2 separate regions of the Mus musculus genome follow, and region 2 is linked to region 1. Evidence: chromatin contacts called from public HiChIP or PLAC-seq data. All regions are on one chromosome and are shown on one strand. Each heading gives the region's core, a stretch centred on a gene start, on an enhancer-like site or on the middle of the called end of the contact. The rest is flanking DNA. Distances are from core to core; before and after follow the strand shown. Region 1 overlaps Nfia (nuclear factor I/A). Region 2 overlaps Nfia (nuclear factor I/A).

Region 1 (5,204 bases), core at 1,412-3,911:
TTGTTACCTGGGACATAATGTACATCTTTTGCTACTTTTTGTTTTGAGCCAGTCTAGCCATCCATCTTGAACTAATGGTCTTAGCAGTTTCTCTCACCTCAGCTGACTAAGCAGAGGGGACCAGAGCTATACACTATGAGTAGCCTACACCTTGCATCTCAAAAATACTTTTAATGTCTAATGTTGAAGATTCTCCATTGCATCAAAGGATGCACATAGAGAGGAGACAACATGCATCTATGAGGCCCCCTGGCAAAAACTATCATGATTGTAAAAGAGAATCGGCAGACTGCCTTCTAGACATGAAAGCTCAAGTGTCAGCCATAGGCTTCAGATCAAAACCTGTGGAAATTCTTCTATATTTCTGTCAAGGTTACTACAATGAAACAAGCCTTGGGAGTTAGCTGCGAGCACAAGGGTGGTCTTTGTCGCTCGTCCTTTATTACATGGCTGTTGACAACTGTGGGGGCATCTCAGAAAGAGATTTCTCCCCAAGGTGAGCATACTCAGGAGGCTGGCAAGACTGTTTCTCTGTGAATATGAAATATTAGAAAAGAAAACATTTGAATTCATTTTAAAGCATTATACAAATGAGTTTTGTGTCTTAAAAGTTACAAAGGAGAAAAAGAATAAGACCTCATTCTGAGGCAGTTGCTGAATATCATAAATATCTGGGACCCTATAGAAGCCCATGATTGTGTCATGGCTGAGGCTCCTGGGGAACACCAGACCACAAGTCTCTTTTTTCATGTATGTGTCTGTGTTATGTGTGTATTTAAGTGTGTCTGCATGTGTGGGGGCACATATGTGTGCAGGTACATGTGTGTACATGGGTATGGAAGCCTGAGGTTGAAGTTGAAAGCTCCCCTGATTGCTTTCTCCCTTATTCACTGGGGTAGGCTCTCTCAATTGAACTCATACAGATGATCTAGCTAACAAGATTGCTCCAGGATCCCCTGCCTCTACCTTCTGAACACTGGAATTAGAGAGGGATGCTGTACCCACACAGCATGTATATGGGTTCCAGGTACCTAAACTTGCAGTTGTGTATCAAGCACTCTGCCCACTGAGCCATTCTTCAGCTCAGTCAGGGCCAGCTCTGCCTAGTCTCATAGCTTTCTCTATCCCTGCTTTCACTGTTAGAAATGAAAGAATTGGATCCAGTAGCAAACTCTTGGCCAGCAGCTCCAAATATTCTTGATTCTAAAATCTACGACACTTTGACAGTATGACTAATATATCCATGAGAAAGTATCATGTCTAAGCTTAAACAAACACCAAGATGATAAAATACAGCTCTAAGAGAAATCTGTTCAAAGGACTTCAGAAAAACGGACACACTCTATACACCAGCTCCCTAAAGTATGGGTTGCAACCCGACTAGGAGTTATATCAGTGAACGTGGGGTTCGAAAAAACTTTGTCAAAAAGAGAAAAAAAACCCACAATAACCAAAAATTACCTCAAGTAAAATGCGTAATAAATGTGAGGCATTTCTAGCACTGCTCACCATGTGTAACATGGAAGGATCACACTGCATGCCCACTCTGCACTGCAATCATGGTCACACACACAACATCAGGGGACACTGAAACACTGCAGCTCAGATTAAAGGCTACCGTGTATTATGAATCCCAGCATTTTGACTGTGCATACAAATTGCCCACTCCTATAGAAACGTAGTGGAAAACAAATTTGGATTTCATAAATCATTTAATGAATTTGACTTGGGATTAGGAGAGAACTACCAACAGTTTCTAAAACGGTCCTCAACACACTTTTGCCTTTTAACATGTGTATTTATGGAAAGCGGAACTCTTAGCACTGATGATCATAAAACCAAAATCTCAATCAACTTGAAATTACTGAAGATGTTTTGCATCTACATCACACTCAGTAAGATTTAGTTCTTTATGTAAAAACACAAAAGCAATTCCATCTCACTAGTATACAGATTTGATTTTTATCTTTAGTAAATGTGAAATTACACACACACACATACACACACACACACACACATAAATTTGTCAAGGAATTGTTGAAATTATAATTAATTATAAGTGAAATTTTGGTTATATATCTTTTGATATACTAATACAGCCAGATGATGTAAATTTTTCTTGGGTAAAAAGGGGGTCATGTGTGGACAAGTTTAAGGCCTGCTCTCCATCACATGGTCCAGGCCTTACTAACATTCTTTGGCATATAAATATACTATTGCAAATGCCTGGGCTCAAATCCACTTCTGTAACCTTTATCCTACCAGTATGATCCTGGGTAAACTTATTCATGTATCTGTGTTTCCAATTCCTCATCTGCAGAATGGGTAGCCATTATAACCTAGTTAAATTGACAACAATATACATTTATATTTTACATTGGGATTTAAATCAACTGATATGGCCAAGTATTTGCCCACCACTACTAAGCTTTGTCAATAAAGTAAAGAGTATTTGAGCCAATAAAATACAGCCCTCCTGGCCAGAATGGTAAGTCTCAGGAAAGAGTCATTGAAGTGATGGACTGAGCAAATTATAAAAGAGAAAAAAGCTTGGCCTAAATGTTTGCAGCATCGCTGAGCATATGTCAGAAGAATGTTCACACAGCAACAGGATGGATGGGAAGAAAGAGAAGCAGCTGGGTTTGTTCTACCAAAGTCAAGGTCAGTGTCCAGTCTCCAAATAGCTTCTTTATCTTCAGTAACCACATCAACTCAAGGGCCACAGTGAGCTATAGCAAATATAGCACAGACACTCAGAGCTAGAGATGAAACCAGATGTTAGTGCCTTTTTACTCCTTTGCCTTCTAAGGAATGAAGATGAAGCCACACACCCTGAAGCTTACCCATCCAGGATTGCACAGAAAGACCTCTTATTATTTTCCCCTAGAACGTCCTCCTGCTATGTCATATGTCAGAATTATCTTACACGAATACTCTAACTACAAATAGATGCATGGATGAGACTGTGCATAGAAAATTCTATATTCCAGAACTGCTTTCTAGAAACTGGATGTGAAGCAACTTGAGTAATTTCTAGTCCCCCAGACGACTGGACCTTGTTCACCCATCAAAACCCAATTTTAATTTTGATCTTTTTAGCCCTTGTGGAATCGAGAACCTAAGACAGCTGAGTAATGAGGAGCTCCTCTCTATCAGACCCTCTTCAAGGATGGCAGCAGAAAAGCAGATAGCACATTACTAGGGCAGTCCAGACAGAGAAGAGCCCCCACTCCAGTTCACCTTAGAAACGTGGGTGTGTGGTGTCAGCAAACAACTCCTAGGATATATAGTGGTAGGGGCAAAACATCAGGGCAAAACTGAGGGCTCTCTTGTCGAAGTGGGAATTCTCAGTCCACAGCAAGTGTGCACCCTTAAAAGACTACCCTAACACAGGTTTCACTGCCAAGTGGCCCAACTGGAGCCTGGTAAATGGTCAAAACATTTTTCTAAATGTCCAATAACCATTAAAAGACCTGGATCCTACCAAAATTACATTTTTCCTTCTGTTTCTTTCTCTTTTTTTTCTTTAAGTCAGTCTGAATACCAGTTATTGAGCATTCACTGTTACAAAGAGCTGTCAGAAGCACTAAGAAAACATGGTCCCAGTGTTCAAGAAAACACAGCCTGGTAGAGATGAATTCACACACAACTGACTACCATGGAAGCCAGACGTCGCTAGCATAAGGCAACGTAAGCCATGTGTGATGGCAAAAGGAAGAGAAAGCAGTAGGCTAACCGAGGAAGGATGGACAGATGAGCAGGCATTCCCCTTCTTGTTCCATAAAATATCTGGGGCATCGTGAAGGCTAAGTGGGATGTACTGGGCAGCCCAGCAGAAGAGCCCAGAGAAAGGAGGCATCCACACTGGACACAGGCGTTTCTGTTTTATAGCATGGAGTGGGTAAATTCTCTTGTGGACCTCTGTGCTTTGCCTCTGCTCTGTACTTCGGGCACCTAAGGTGTCAGCACCCATGCATTTCCCTTTATAGTATCATTGATAGGCTCAAAAGTTTCTTGAGCTCTTTCCAATATAGCGTTTGCCTATAATGTCTTCTCCAGGGCTTGACTCCTTCATTTCGACAGGGCAGGTTTTAACATGTGGCTCACAGAGAAAAGTGAAACCACAGGCACCAGCAGAACTAAGAATAAAAAACACATTTTGAAATAAAATAAAGGTTAAGCTCTCATACCAACAGACCTTGCTTGATCAGCAAAAAATGTAGGTGTTAACAGGAAATCACTATATTGTGTAATCCCCACTTCACCCTCCACAAAATTGCACTGTAATTCAAAATAAGTGAAGCAACAATTGGATGGATGACCAGTTCTTGTTGTTTACATAGGTTAATGCACAAATGTGCAGTTTCCATGGCTTTCAGAATGACGTGACTTACACGAAGCACTAGCGGTAAATAAGTTGAAGTGCTGCGTTATAGTTAGCATATGGTGAAATCTTAAGCAAAGCTCTTTCACCCACGTCCTAAAAGACATTTAAAATATTCTCCCCATCAGCAACTTTCATTTTCTTTTATTTTACATCCTGCTAATTCTTCTCTTGTGCAAATGCAATTTTTTATATAAATAAAGAGTGATAAATAAAACACAAGAATAACAACGTGTTCTTTGCACATGAATCACAGAATGACCAGACAACTTATAATATCTACAACCATGTCACTTTAAAATTTAATTATGGCCATTAAAATACTCTTGAACTACCTGGAATGACAGAATATCTATGCTAATAACAGATCGTTCATAACAAATTTCATGAGCATACTTTTGGTAGAATGAGAACAAATAAGCCTTAAACAATGTCCACCTCCTACAAACTCTTCCAGATGAGGTTTACACGGACAGACTCTCGATTTCTCTCTCTCTCTCTCTCTCTCTCTCACTCTCTCTCTCTCTCTCTGTGTGTGTGTGTGTGTGTGTGTGTGTGTGTGTGTGTGTGTGTGTCTATGTGTGCGTGTATCATGTATAGAGGTGCCCATGGAGGCCAAAAGGAAGTATCAAATTCTTGCTGACGCCAGAGTTAAGAGGCAGTTGTGATCTCTAAAATGATGCTAGGAACTGGCCCATTAAAAACATGAGAATAAGGTCAGTTATTTTATTAGTCTTCCCCAATGTCACCACTGTGTCTTCTTTCCTTTTTGTCTACTTATAATTCACTTAAAAGATCACTGATGCCAGGCATTGGTGGC
Region 2 (5,204 bases), core at 1,172-3,671, 220 kb before region 1:
AGGCCAGGCTCCCAAGTGTTACCACAGGAAGTTCACGAGCGAGGCTCATCCTTCACCAACCACTTCACCTACTGCTCACGCCACCACTGAAACACTTCAAATGTCACACAGCCCAACCATTTCCAGCACCATGAGAAATTACGACAGTCCCTAAAGTATTAAAAAAGAAAAAAAAAAAGAAAAAAAGAAAAAAAGAAAAAAAAAAGAATCCCAAAAAGTTATGGCCTTTGCTGTTTGACCACGATGTTTGCTGTTTCCATGTATAAGTTGATTCGAGTTGGTTTCGCTCCCCTTCCACTGACAGTGAAGTTGTAACTGCGCCGGGTTGAGGTTGCGTCCATGTTACAGAGTTGAGAAGGGGTCAGGTGGTCTGTCTGGAGGATGGTGGGATGCTGCAACTTTTATCCCAGGTACCAGGACTGGAAGACAAAAAGAAAAGTCTAATTAAAATGCAGGTGTAGTGCTGGGTGTAGTGGCTCGTGGGTAGCTCTTGGCTAGTATGAGCAAGGCCCACAGTGATCCAGTGCACAAAAACAAAAAGCATTCAATATTGTAAAACTATTTTGAAAGTTGCTCTTTTAACCATGGGATCAGAATTTACCTTGGGAGTTCATGTGGTCGAGGGATGACAGTAAATCCCAAGCCACTGAAATTTATCTTATTCCTCTGACATTAAAATTCATTGCCTTTGTGGGCTTTGCCAATGCTTTGCATATATCTTACCAGGTGCCGTCTTTCTGGTCACATGGCAGGTTTTGTAACCCTGTAGTGAGCCAATTAGAAGAGGGCAAGGAACCTGGCTATCTTATTAGTACCTAGCTTAATGCCTGGGAGGGCTCAAGAAAGACAAGCAAATTCGATGGAGTGGCTGAAGTGTGAGCTTGGGGCTGCAGCAAATAGCTATTTCCATGACTTTCTCAATATATTTCTCAGTGAGGTGTAGGTGCTAAGGACAGGTGCTAAATGTACAAACACAACATTCTGTAGGTGGCCCATGATAGCAGTTAAAACAGAAAGGTCTGGTGGAAAACTCACTGGTGACCTGGGAGGGGGTGGGGGGTGGGAAGTCAGACTGGCCTCTCCCCTTGCTCCTCATGATGGGTGCAAATCCTTTCTTCCCTCCCCTCCTCTCCCCTCCCCTCCCCTCCTCTCCCCTCTTCTCCCCTCCTCTCCCCTCCTCTCCCCTCCCCTCCCCTCTCCTCCCCTCCCCTCCTCTTTCTTTCTCTTTCTCTCTCTCTCTCTCTCTCTCTCTCTTTCTCTCTTTCTCTCTTTCTCTCTTTTTTTCTTTCCGAGACAGGGTTTCTCTGTATAGACCTGGCTGTCCTGGAACTCACTTCATAGACAAGGCTGGCCTTGAACTCAGAAATCCACCTGCCTCTGCCTCCCAAGTGCTGGGATTAAAGGCATTCGCCACCACTGCCCGGCCAGGTGCAAATCCTTTCAATGGCATATATTTAAAATTCTTTTCTTAGAAAAGATACATAATAAAATAAGATGGCACCTTATGAAGCACCATTGTGTTCATGGGGAAATGAAACCACTGTAGTTCTCGTTCATGTTTCTGTCTACTCAATGTGCCCTTGGAGCTTTCTGCCAGCTGTGGAGCCAGTCTTATGTCCCTTTCAGAAACATTCTTTGTCAACACAGAGAGTTCGCTTAACAAAATGAGCAACTATAGACCAATCTCAAAACTCAAGTGAGGCTAAAAATTGTATGACTTTTTTTTTTTTTTTTTGCCAACTTTCTTCTAAGTATTCTGAAGAATTCAGTATTTTCATCAGAAAACCTACCAGCTTCGAGGCTGTGAGTTCTGCATTGAAAACATCACCAGGGTTTGAGTCAGTCGGAACTGATTCCGGAGGTGAGGGCTAAAGCTCACTCTTGTCGGGGAGATTCAATTAGGGGAAAGTCGGGACTCCTTTGATCCCAGGGATAAATAGCTAAGTGATAGCTCCATGGAGGCATGGTGTAAAATTTCCTGGTCACACAAGGTACCTTTGATTTCCAAAGGCGCTTATAACAAAACAAAACAAAACAAAAACTCCTAGCTCAAACCACAAAACTACTCATCCTGTAGACTTTTACTCTCTGACCATGCGCTTCGGAGAACCCAATAAAGCTGCTTATATCTGGAAAAGAAATCACCCTGGCAAGTATGCATGGCCTAAATCTAAGTGGACAAAAGAAAGATCAGTAAGAAGGAAAGGGGAGGGAAGCAGACCGCAAACCGTGTCTGCGTTAAGTTTCTCCTGATCTCTGACGCAGATCCACTTTCCATATCTGCTCTTATACAGAACAGTCTCAAACTGAGTGGTAAGTGCTGTTCCCAATCTGTTTGCATGCTTTCTAAGGCAGTTGTGAAATTCTGGACTTCTTCAGTGTGGCAGTCCTGAAGCAAAGGCCTGGGACCTGGCGAGTCACCAGGGGGAGCAGTTTTCCGTCCCGTAGTTTCTGCATTCAGGACATTACAAAAATCAGCAGTGCCCTGTACATACTTCTGCTAAAAAGCAAAGCAAAGCAAAGCAAAGCAAAGCAAAGCAAAGCAAAGCAAAGCAAAGCAAAGCAAAGCAAAGCAAAGCAAAGCAAAGCAAAGCAAAGCAAAGCAAAGCAAAGCAAAGCAAAGCAAAGAAAAAAAAAGTTTCTTCACACATCTTACTATTCAGTGTGTGCCTCGCCCACAAGGTTACCCCAGAGCAGCTCTGTAACCCTTCACTGAAATAGGCTTTATTGATTGCTCTGGGCTATTGTTCTCTTTTCAAGTCCCCCAAGTTCAAGTTCATCCTGGTGTTACATCATGTCTGGTTGCTCTTAGCAACCAGACAGACCCAGACGTGACTATCATTAGCAAGAAACCCGCCACTCTCCTCCCACCAACCTTCCAGTGGCTCTGACGTAGCAGGCCCACTGCAAACACACTGAAGTATTTATTCTGCCTAATTTATGACCTACCCAGCAAGCTAGACCCCCGCTCCAAAAACCAACACTGTTGTATATTTAATTAATCTGTCTTTCTTTGGCATTTGAGAAAGTTAGACAAAGGACTAATTATTGTGTTTCGCTCTCCACACTTTTCTTTTGGGGGGTGAATATTTGCCTGGGAAAGAAAACGATGAGGCCCCGCATTGGCCCCTCCCCTTTTTCTTTCTGCCCTTTTGACATTTCATGAAATACTTTAGCTGCTTAAGGGAGTTAGAAAAAAAAAAAAAAAAGAAAGAAAGAAAGAAAAAAAAACCGCACTGTGAATGTTACTCCTTCTGAGTTGGTATTCAGTAACACAAATCAACTCACGACATGTTTAAATTTAAATGCTAACCACACGCTCTCAGAGTTACTTTAAAGGTTAGTTTTTAATCAATAGAAGTTGCTGACTCTGGGTTTTTGAGCTGCACACTGCAACTCCCGGGCTTTTGTCTAATGTTAAAGCTTGGGAACTTTTTTTTCCTTGAGATGATTTTAGCAATGATTTGCAGATACTGGGGCTATTGTGCTCCTACCAGCAACATGTCAATAGAGGAGCTGAGCTGCCCTGTGGTGGGCTGTCAATATGACTCCTAAGGCAGGGGTTGGGGGTCTTTAATAACCCGTGAAAAAACCTTAATTAACCCTTTCAGGTCCAAACCAAAACCTATTCTCCCACTTTTCACTCCTGTAATTTGACCATTAGTACTTATTTCAACATCTCACTAATCTTCATGACAATTAACCCAGCTACTTGACCAAGGGCTTCCAGAATGGGAAGTCAGTTAGGGGGAACCACACACGAACTTCTCTCTCTCTCTCTCTCTCTTTCTTTCTCTCTTTCTTTCTTTCTTTCTTTCTTTCTGTTTTTTTGAATGAGGTCTCTTAGTAAACGATCTGCAGAAATATAGTAGAGAAACAGTTGTAAGCAATAAGAAATTACTCCATTTTGCCAAGTTTTCTATCTGTCAGTTTGTAGTTGAAGACACTGGTGGTGACAGGTGTGACAACCGCCCACACAGAGGTGCTCCTGGATTTTCCTAAACTTCTGAGAACTGCCAATCGCCTCAGCCGGGTAAGGCAATAGGAGGAAAGGCTCCTTTGCTGTGGCATTTCCCTTTAATCTCGTTACTTGAAAACGCAGCAAGTCTGAGAGCACTCACTAAAGGAGGATTCGGCATCTTTCTTCTTGGGACAGGAGAACAGAGAGCGAGAGGGATCTGAGAAAATCTGGGAAATACTTGGATTGAATCAAGTCATTGGGAAGATACTGACACGAGAAGCAAAACTCATCTGTGGAGGGAGAGTCAGGAAATCATCCTCACGTCTGACATCTGCTTGGGTTTCATATGGCCTCTGCCTTCATACTTTATAGGCCCTTAATCTGCCCTACTGTATCCAGGCGACTACAAAGGAATCCCTGTCCCTTATCTGCCGAGAGTGGCAATATTACAGTACTGCATCAGAGGATGTTATCTTGATACATTTACATTGAGGCAGTAAACACTGGGCTTTGATCTATTGCCCCTCCCCCAGCAGGAACATTCAACCACAGTTGATTTGGTGGCCCATAAATCCACACTCCCTCAAAGGCTCTAGTTTCAAGAAATTAGCCAGTTACATTCTCAATGTCCACAGTTTGGGATGAACCAGGGGTGGGAGGGGGAACCCGTCCTCTTTCAGTGTTCAAGGTGAAACATCAAAAGAAATCTGCAGTCCGAGAGCTCAGCTTTCCTTCTAGCTGGTCAGATGGAGAAGTAATCTCATCAGGTTGGAAAGTGCTGACTCAGGATTTAATAAAGTGCCTGCAGATGTGGTGTCTCTAAGGTATTCAACTCATGTAATGCAAAACAGCTCCGCGCCCAGCGACGTGCTTATAAAATTTCATTTAACCATTGCAGCGCGGTTCTCTTAGGAGTTTTATCACACTTCCCGCCCCTTAATTTACAGCTCCATGAAAGTTCCAGCCCCATTCTGTGGGGATTCTGGAATGCTCACAGTAGTCAGGATTTACGAACCATAAACAGCCTCCGTCCCACTGTATCCTAAACAAGAGGGCTGAGATGGCAGCCCGCACTGTGACAGTGGCAGGCTGGTCCTTCTCTTGTGCCTTACAAAATGGAGTTGGTCCAGAGTCTACTGGAGACAGGTGATGAAGTCAAGGGACTCACCTTCCTTCTCAACTGCCAATATTCTAACACACGCAACTTTTTCTTACAGTCTCCCTTTCTACGCAGCGGGCAGGG

The links. HiChIP or PLAC-seq counts read pairs in DNA pulled down with a chosen protein or histone mark.
Region 2: an H3K27ac HiChIP or PLAC-seq map of heart atrium shows a contact between it and region 1, with 10 read pairs. The contact joins two enhancer-like sites. A contact is called at or near these places in 9 of 484 Hi-C or Micro-C datasets (DN3 thymocytes, the HL-1 cell line, brain and 3 more), 4 of 115 datasets of contacts at active chromatin or transcription factors (cardiomyocytes, embryonic fibroblasts, heart atrium and 1 more) and 2 of 9 other capture datasets (adipose tissue and embryonic stem cells).

What each region holds. Positions count from the first base shown.
Region 1 is chr4:97,884,883-97,890,086 of GRCm38.p6, reverse strand. All of the region lies in intron 2 of Nfia (nuclear factor I/A), which reads right to left. Among named protein-coding and RNA genes, the nearest start is that of Gm19417, 18 kb to the right of the region's middle. Within about 2 kb of position 2,661, at least 6 of the 459 cell types and tissues checked have an H3K27ac peak or open chromatin away from gene starts, as enhancers often do. A contact at or near this core is called in heart atrium, where this site is marked.
Region 2 is chr4:98,106,433-98,111,636 of GRCm38.p6, reverse strand. It overlaps Nfia (nuclear factor I/A), which reads right to left. Exons shown (of 11, transcript NM_010905.3): 11 at 1-419. The coding sequence ends at 402. Among named protein-coding and RNA genes, the nearest start is that of Gm34784, 17 kb to the left of the region's middle. Within about 2 kb of position 2,421, at least 126 of the 459 cell types and tissues checked have an H3K27ac peak or open chromatin away from gene starts, as enhancers often do. A contact at or near this core is called in heart atrium, where this site is marked.